2 separate regions of the Anas platyrhynchos genome follow, and region 1 is linked to region 2. Evidence: chromatin contacts called from public Hi-C data. All regions are on one chromosome and are shown on one strand. The core of a region is the stretch at or near the end of the contact, and the rest is flanking DNA. Distances in the headings are between cores, read along the strand shown. Region 1 holds the start of PATZ1 (POZ/BTB and AT hook containing zinc finger 1). Region 2 overlaps LIMK2 (LIM domain kinase 2).

The links. Hi-C and Micro-C count contacts between places; a contact is called where the count stands out from the background.
Region 1: a Hi-C map of skeletal muscle shows a contact between it and region 2, with 2.3 times the contacts expected there. The contact joins the promoter of PATZ1 here to the enhancer-like site in region 2. A contact is called at or near these places in 5 of 8 Hi-C or Micro-C datasets (F1 follicle, liver, skeletal muscle and 1 more).

Annotation. Positions count from the first base shown.
Region 1 is chr16:8,139,850-8,142,549 of IASCAAS_PekinDuck_T2T, forward strand. It overlaps PATZ1 (POZ/BTB and AT hook containing zinc finger 1), which reads right to left and starts at 1,363. Exons shown (of 6, transcript XM_027470045.3): 1 at 1-1,363. The coding sequence starts at 685. LOC119718477 (a long non-coding RNA gene) reads right to left here. Exons shown (of 5, transcript XR_005269631.2): 5 at 1,429-2,700.
Region 2 is chr16:8,079,492-8,082,465 of IASCAAS_PekinDuck_T2T, forward strand. The region is part of intron 2 of LIMK2 (LIM domain kinase 2); the gene reads left to right. LOC119718478 (a long non-coding RNA gene) reads right to left here. Exons shown (of 3, transcript XR_005269632.2): 3 at 1-2,974. Among named protein-coding and RNA genes, the nearest start is that of LIMK2, 7.5 kb to the left of the region's middle. Within about 2 kb of position 1,455, at least 1 of the 8 cell types and tissues checked has an H3K27ac peak or open chromatin away from gene starts, as enhancers often do.

The DNA.
Region 1 (2,700 bases), core at 113-2,612, 60 kb after region 2:
ACTGAGACGCGGTGAGAGCAGCCCGCGTGGCCTCGTCTTCAGGCATGCCAGCGATGCCGTTGCCATTGGGGGCCAAGGTGGCACCATTGGTCATGTCAAGAGGGAAACCGAGGTCAGCAGCCCCCGGGCGGAACAGCATAATGTCGGGGCGTGCAGGGGGCACCAGGATCTGCACATTGGACTGCTTGATGACCTCCTGGCAGATGTCAATCACCGAGCGCATCAGCAGGAACTTGGCAGCCGTCATGAGCTCTGGGAAGCTCTCCAGCCGCACCACGATGCGCGACGTGTAGGCGAAGTCCAGGATGTCTCCAAACACCTTGGAGCTGATGGTATGCATCTCCAGCTCCCGCCCGCCCCCGGGGGCACCGCCGGCCGCTGCCGCGGCACCACCGGCCGCCGCCGCCTCCGTCGTGCCCCCTTCTCCTCCGCCGCCGCCGCCGGCTGCTCCGTCGCCCAGCTGCGCGCTGAACACCGACTCGAAGTACTCGCTGCATGCGGCCAGCACCGCCCGGTGCGCCGGGAAGCTCTCGTCGCCCACGCGCAGGAGCACGTCGCAGAAGCGGCCGCCGTTCTTGCGCTGCTGGTTGAGGCTGTGCAGCATGTCGGCGCTGTGCCGGCTCACCTGGTACGTGTAGCAGCCCGACGAGGGGCCGCAAGCGGCGGCCTCGCTCACCCGCTCCATGGGGCTTGCGCCGCCCCGCTGGCGCCCGCAGGGGGCGCGCACTCTCAGGGCCGCCGGGCGGCGCGCTGCTCCTCCTCCTCCTCCTCCTTCTCCTCCTCCTCCTCCTCCTCCTGCTCCTCCCCGCCCCTGGCCGGGCCGGCGGCGGCGGTGCGCGCTGCGCTCCCTGCCCAGTGCGAGGGGATGGCGGGCAGAGGGAGAAGAGAGGGGGGGGGGAAGAAAGGAGAGGGGGGGCGAGACAAAAGGCTCGGGCTGCGGAGGGGCGCGGGGCCGCCGCCGAGCGCTGCGAGCTCCGCCCGGGCCCGGCCGCCACGAGGCGCTGCGGCCGCCGCGGGAAGGGGCGTGCGCGGCGCGGCTGCAGCGAGCCGGGAGGGACGGGGCTCCGGCGGCTGCGGCTCCGGGCTGCCGGCTCCCGTCCGTCCCTGTGTGTTTGGAGCGGAGGAAAGATGGCAGCGGCTGCACTTCCTCTTGCACTTTCACCCCTGGGGGGAGGAGAAGGAGGGGGCGATACCACCCCCCCTACAAAAATCCAGCGGGGGCCCCCCGGCTGCTGCTCCCCCGCCGAGCGCCGCCGCCGCCGGCTCCGGCCCGGGCCCCGCCCGCCCCGCCGCACCCTCACCGCCGGCGCCGCAAACTTTCCGCTCTTCTTTTGCTCCAGAAGCCCCCCACCCTTTTCATAGAGACCCCCCCCCCCGCCCCTCCAGCCGCTCGGGCTCCCCCCTGCCCCCCCGCTTCCTGCCCCCCTCCCTCCCCGCATCCGCCAATGCTCGAGCAGCCCGAGCCAGCAGGCCGGCCCCCACCCCGCCCGCCCGCGGGGGCTGGGGGCTGCAGCCCCCCCGTTCCCCCAGCACCGCTCCTCCAATGCCGAGCCGGCAGCCGGGGGCCCCCCCCATGGCACAGGGGGGTGGGGGGGCTGCGCTCACCCCCTCCCCCAAATATCCGGGCTGCAGCTCGCCCCCCCGGGCCCCCCTCCCGCCGGGGAGAGGAGGGGCTGGAGAGAAGGGGGGGGGGTTGCAGGCAGCCTCCCCCCCCCCTCCCCAGGCGCGGAGCGGCCAATGCAAACCCTCCCGGAGCTGCAGAGGCGCCGAGCAGCCCCCACCTCCTCTCCCCGCCCGAGGAGAGCCGATCCCCGAGGGGCCGGGGGCTGCGGCCTCCCCCCGCCCTTTCATTGCATTCTTCACCCCCTCCCCAGCAACTCTCAGCCTGACCAAAAAAGCCAGGCGTTGCGCGTTTTTTGGGGGGTACCCCCTTTCCCTTCACTCCCTTCTCCCCCGGTGCAGCGATGCCCCCCGGCAGGAGCGGCTGGGAGCAGCGGTCCCCGCGGGCAGGGGGCTGCGGGAGGCGCAGCCTCGAGCGCTGCCTCCATGTTGGGGGAACGGCCTCCCCGCGGGGCCTCCGCTGCCCCGCCGTTCCCACGGCCGCGCTGCCAGCCTGCCCCGGGGAAACCGCCCCGAGAGGCAGGGCTGCGGGCTGCTGCCCGGGGCTGCCTGCACCGGCCCGGTGCTGAACCTCCCCTGGGTGCTCACGGGCTCGGTACGAAGAGCTCCTCTTCAAAGAGCAGCAGCAGCAGTCACGTTCGGCTAAATCTTGCTTTCTGTCTCAGAAAAATTGTTGCTTACTTTTGAAGAAATGTTTCCCCCCAAACACGCGCTCTTGCAAAACTAGGTTCTTTGCTTTGTTAAAGACAATGCGTTTTTAAAGCGTTCAGGGGCAGTTTTTTGCATTTGGAACATCAAGGCTAATTCAGAAGCCTTGGATGACCCATTCACAATCCAGTATTGTCACTTAAACTATTCAGTGGAAAATACTGAACTCAGCGCATGCAAGGGCATCTCAAACTGTGGAGCGTTCCAAGAGCTCGAACCCAGCACTTGAATTAAACAGTGGTGGAACCGAGAAAGCATTCTGGGTACTGATGTGCAAATGAGCGCACCAAGCTTCCAACTTCCAAAACGCGATATTGCATTAACACTTAAGGCCACGCGCTGCCCTCAGCCTGTATGCTGGGTTTCTCTTGC
Region 2 (2,974 bases), core at 205-2,704:
TTCTCCTTCTGCCCATTTCTCAGTAGTGGAACAAGGTTAAAAGTGGATTCTTCCCGGAATCCCTCGTTGCCTGCCCATTGTGTGGTCTGCAGCGTGACAAGTGTCTGCTGGGAAAACAGAACGGCATTCACATTCACTGTCCTGTGCGCTGAGGGTGCCCTGAGCTCCCGGCCGCGGGGGAGAAAGAGACCCACTATTAATTTGCCAGTTCTAGTGGTTTGATTTTTGTACAAAGACTTGATTTTATTTTTATTTTTTTATACAGAATAGCATGTTTTGTGTGTTATAAAAACATTTTTTGCCCAGCAAACCGTAGTGAATTACCTTGATTCTTTTTACATGTGGAGGCCCAGGAAGGCAAGCCTGGCAACCTCGCATTAGGAATTGCTTATGTATCGTTGCATATCTTATGGGGGTTGGAGGATAAACTAGATGACTTAGAAGGGGTATTTTGCAGATCTATTTTCTGTGGTTCTTAGGATATCTGCTAAACTTCAACTTCTTTTTGCCAGTTTGTAAGCAGCAATCACGTCACCTGTCAGTCTCTGCTAGACTGAAGCAGCCCTGGATCTGGGCCTTTGGTTCACCTCTGTTGGCTCAGATTGGTACAGGCCTTCATTTTCCAAGGGCTGCTTTTTCCCCCACAGACAACTAGAAAAATAGATCTAGAGTGTCAGGATATGAAGCTACAAATGTTGACAGATAAAGATGTAAACAAAGGTGTTATTAAGATGCACTGGAAAGGTGGAGATATTTGCTACTTTGACTCTTCCTTGAACTTTTCAGCTGTGAACGCAGGTTTGTACACGCAACAGCTGAATTTGAGAGCAGGGGAAATATGAGTAGTAATAAAATGTAGGTGAAATGTAGCAAATGCAGGAATACAAGAATCTTTTCTTTTTCCATGTCTTCTCTAATTTCTGGCAGTTACAGAAAGCTTATTGGGCATCAGAAGTGAAAGCTCTTCCCCACTAATCCCGCAGATTCCTGGAAATGCCTCTTTGATGGTGTCTCCATGGGGCATTGAAATTCAGCAGCTCACTATCTGATACAGGGAGAAATAGTTGCTAAGTGCCTGTTTGCACACAGATGGCCATAAAAGCTCAGGACTTAAAAATCCAAAGGAACAGCGAAGCACTCTGCAGGTGGACATGGTCACATTCCTCAGGCCAATCTATCAGCTACAGCACATAGATGACAACTGTTTGTATTTAAGGAGCCGGGCATTCCGGTCTGAACTTCTTAGTTAACTGGTGCACCTTGTCCTTAAGGGCATTGTTATCAGAGCATTCTTATATCAATATAATTAGAATTACTCACACAGCACAGTGTGTGCTGGGCTTTCCAGATGAGTAAGACAGGATCCTTCCCCTGAAAAGTTTAGCAGTCTGCAGTCGAAAGCAGTGAGTTAGAAAGCAAGTGAAGGTGCAGTGGTGTAAGTGCCAGTCTTACAGTCGTCTGTCAAGTGTTTACGGATCAGAAGTCACTGCTTCTAAAAATATGTATAAGCGATGAAGTTTTGGTAGGCTGCATTTCTTTACTTTGCTTCTCAGCCTGTACGAAGTCAGTAAGCCTGCAGGCATTAGCTAAGGATGCTGGAGGTAAAAGTGCTCCCTCTGTCCTAATGTGCTTAGTGGTGTTGGATACTAAGGTGGCATCGCTCTGACTAAAGCCCTGCCTCTGTTTAGAAGTAAGGTGCTGTGACAAAGATGAGTTTCACTTCACTAGTCGTTTTAGTTTACTCAAGAGCTGCATGCAAGAGCTTTCACTCAGAGGTACATGCATACCAAAACAGTATTTGTTTCAGTACCTGATGTCAGGAGCTTGACTCTGTCTTTCAACACCAGTGAAGCATATGTTAGGTGTAAGTGCCTTGGAAATACAATGAGGTGTTGGGATTGTATTGAAGGAGCTGGAATGCCTCCAAACTGCACCCATGCTGAAACAAAGACTTGCTGCGGCCTCCTGAGGCATCAAGCAGATGCCTTTCCCCAGCTTATACCAATCCCACACACATACTGAAGTGCCTGCCTGTGCCAGGATAAATTTGTATATCTTAGGGCTTGTAGATATGCTGAGCAATGCATCTGTCTGTAACCATGCTATTCTGTTGATGAATCTGTCTGTGGACAGCATGAACCATGGTAAATAGGGTGTCTAGATATGCAACCTAACCCCTACTGTCTAAAGATCATAATGACTTGAATATCACAACAGCTATGATGCCGTTCTGTGGGGATAAAATGATAACATCTATGACATTTTGCAACTCAATTTGCAATAAACTTCGTGTTAAGGGTTTGTTGAAGTTTTTACTTGTCCCCTTCATTTGCCAGTTACAGTGTTCAGGCTTTTATCTCTGGCAAAAATGACTATGCAATTCCAAACCATATTAAGGAAAGCAAACCCCTGTGGTGGCTGTGTGTTTGTAGTGGAGATGCTGTCAGCATTTGCAGGAGAGAAGTATGGATATCTTTGACTTCAGCTCATGCTCCCTTGCATTTTGGCTCTCAGAGATAGTATCAGTAAAATTACACAGAAAAGGTCTGACCACCACCACCTGTTTATCAGCATTTCTGAAGTACACTCATTCTGGCAGGAATTCAGGTCTAGAACTAATGAATAGATTAACACCTTTTCTAGAGCCCTGTTATCAGGGCTATTATGTTTTCAAATAGGTCATATAGTCAAAAAGCAAGAAGTAACAAGAGCTCTGTGTAGGAAGAGGTAAGTTACTGACTGCTGCTAGGGCTTGTTGCAAAAGTAGAATCATTTTGATAAGATGTTTCCTGTTTAAATAGACATTTGGACTATGTGTCCTTTGGCTTTAAGGAAGTCTCAAGCAAAATCCCTTCCCAGTTGCTTGGCTGTCTGGGTGGTTTTTATTACTTTGAAGTTGGGCTTTATCTGCTGGCTTCGTTCACAGACTAGCTGGCTGCTTATCACATCTGTGGATCAAAACTTCAAAGGTTTT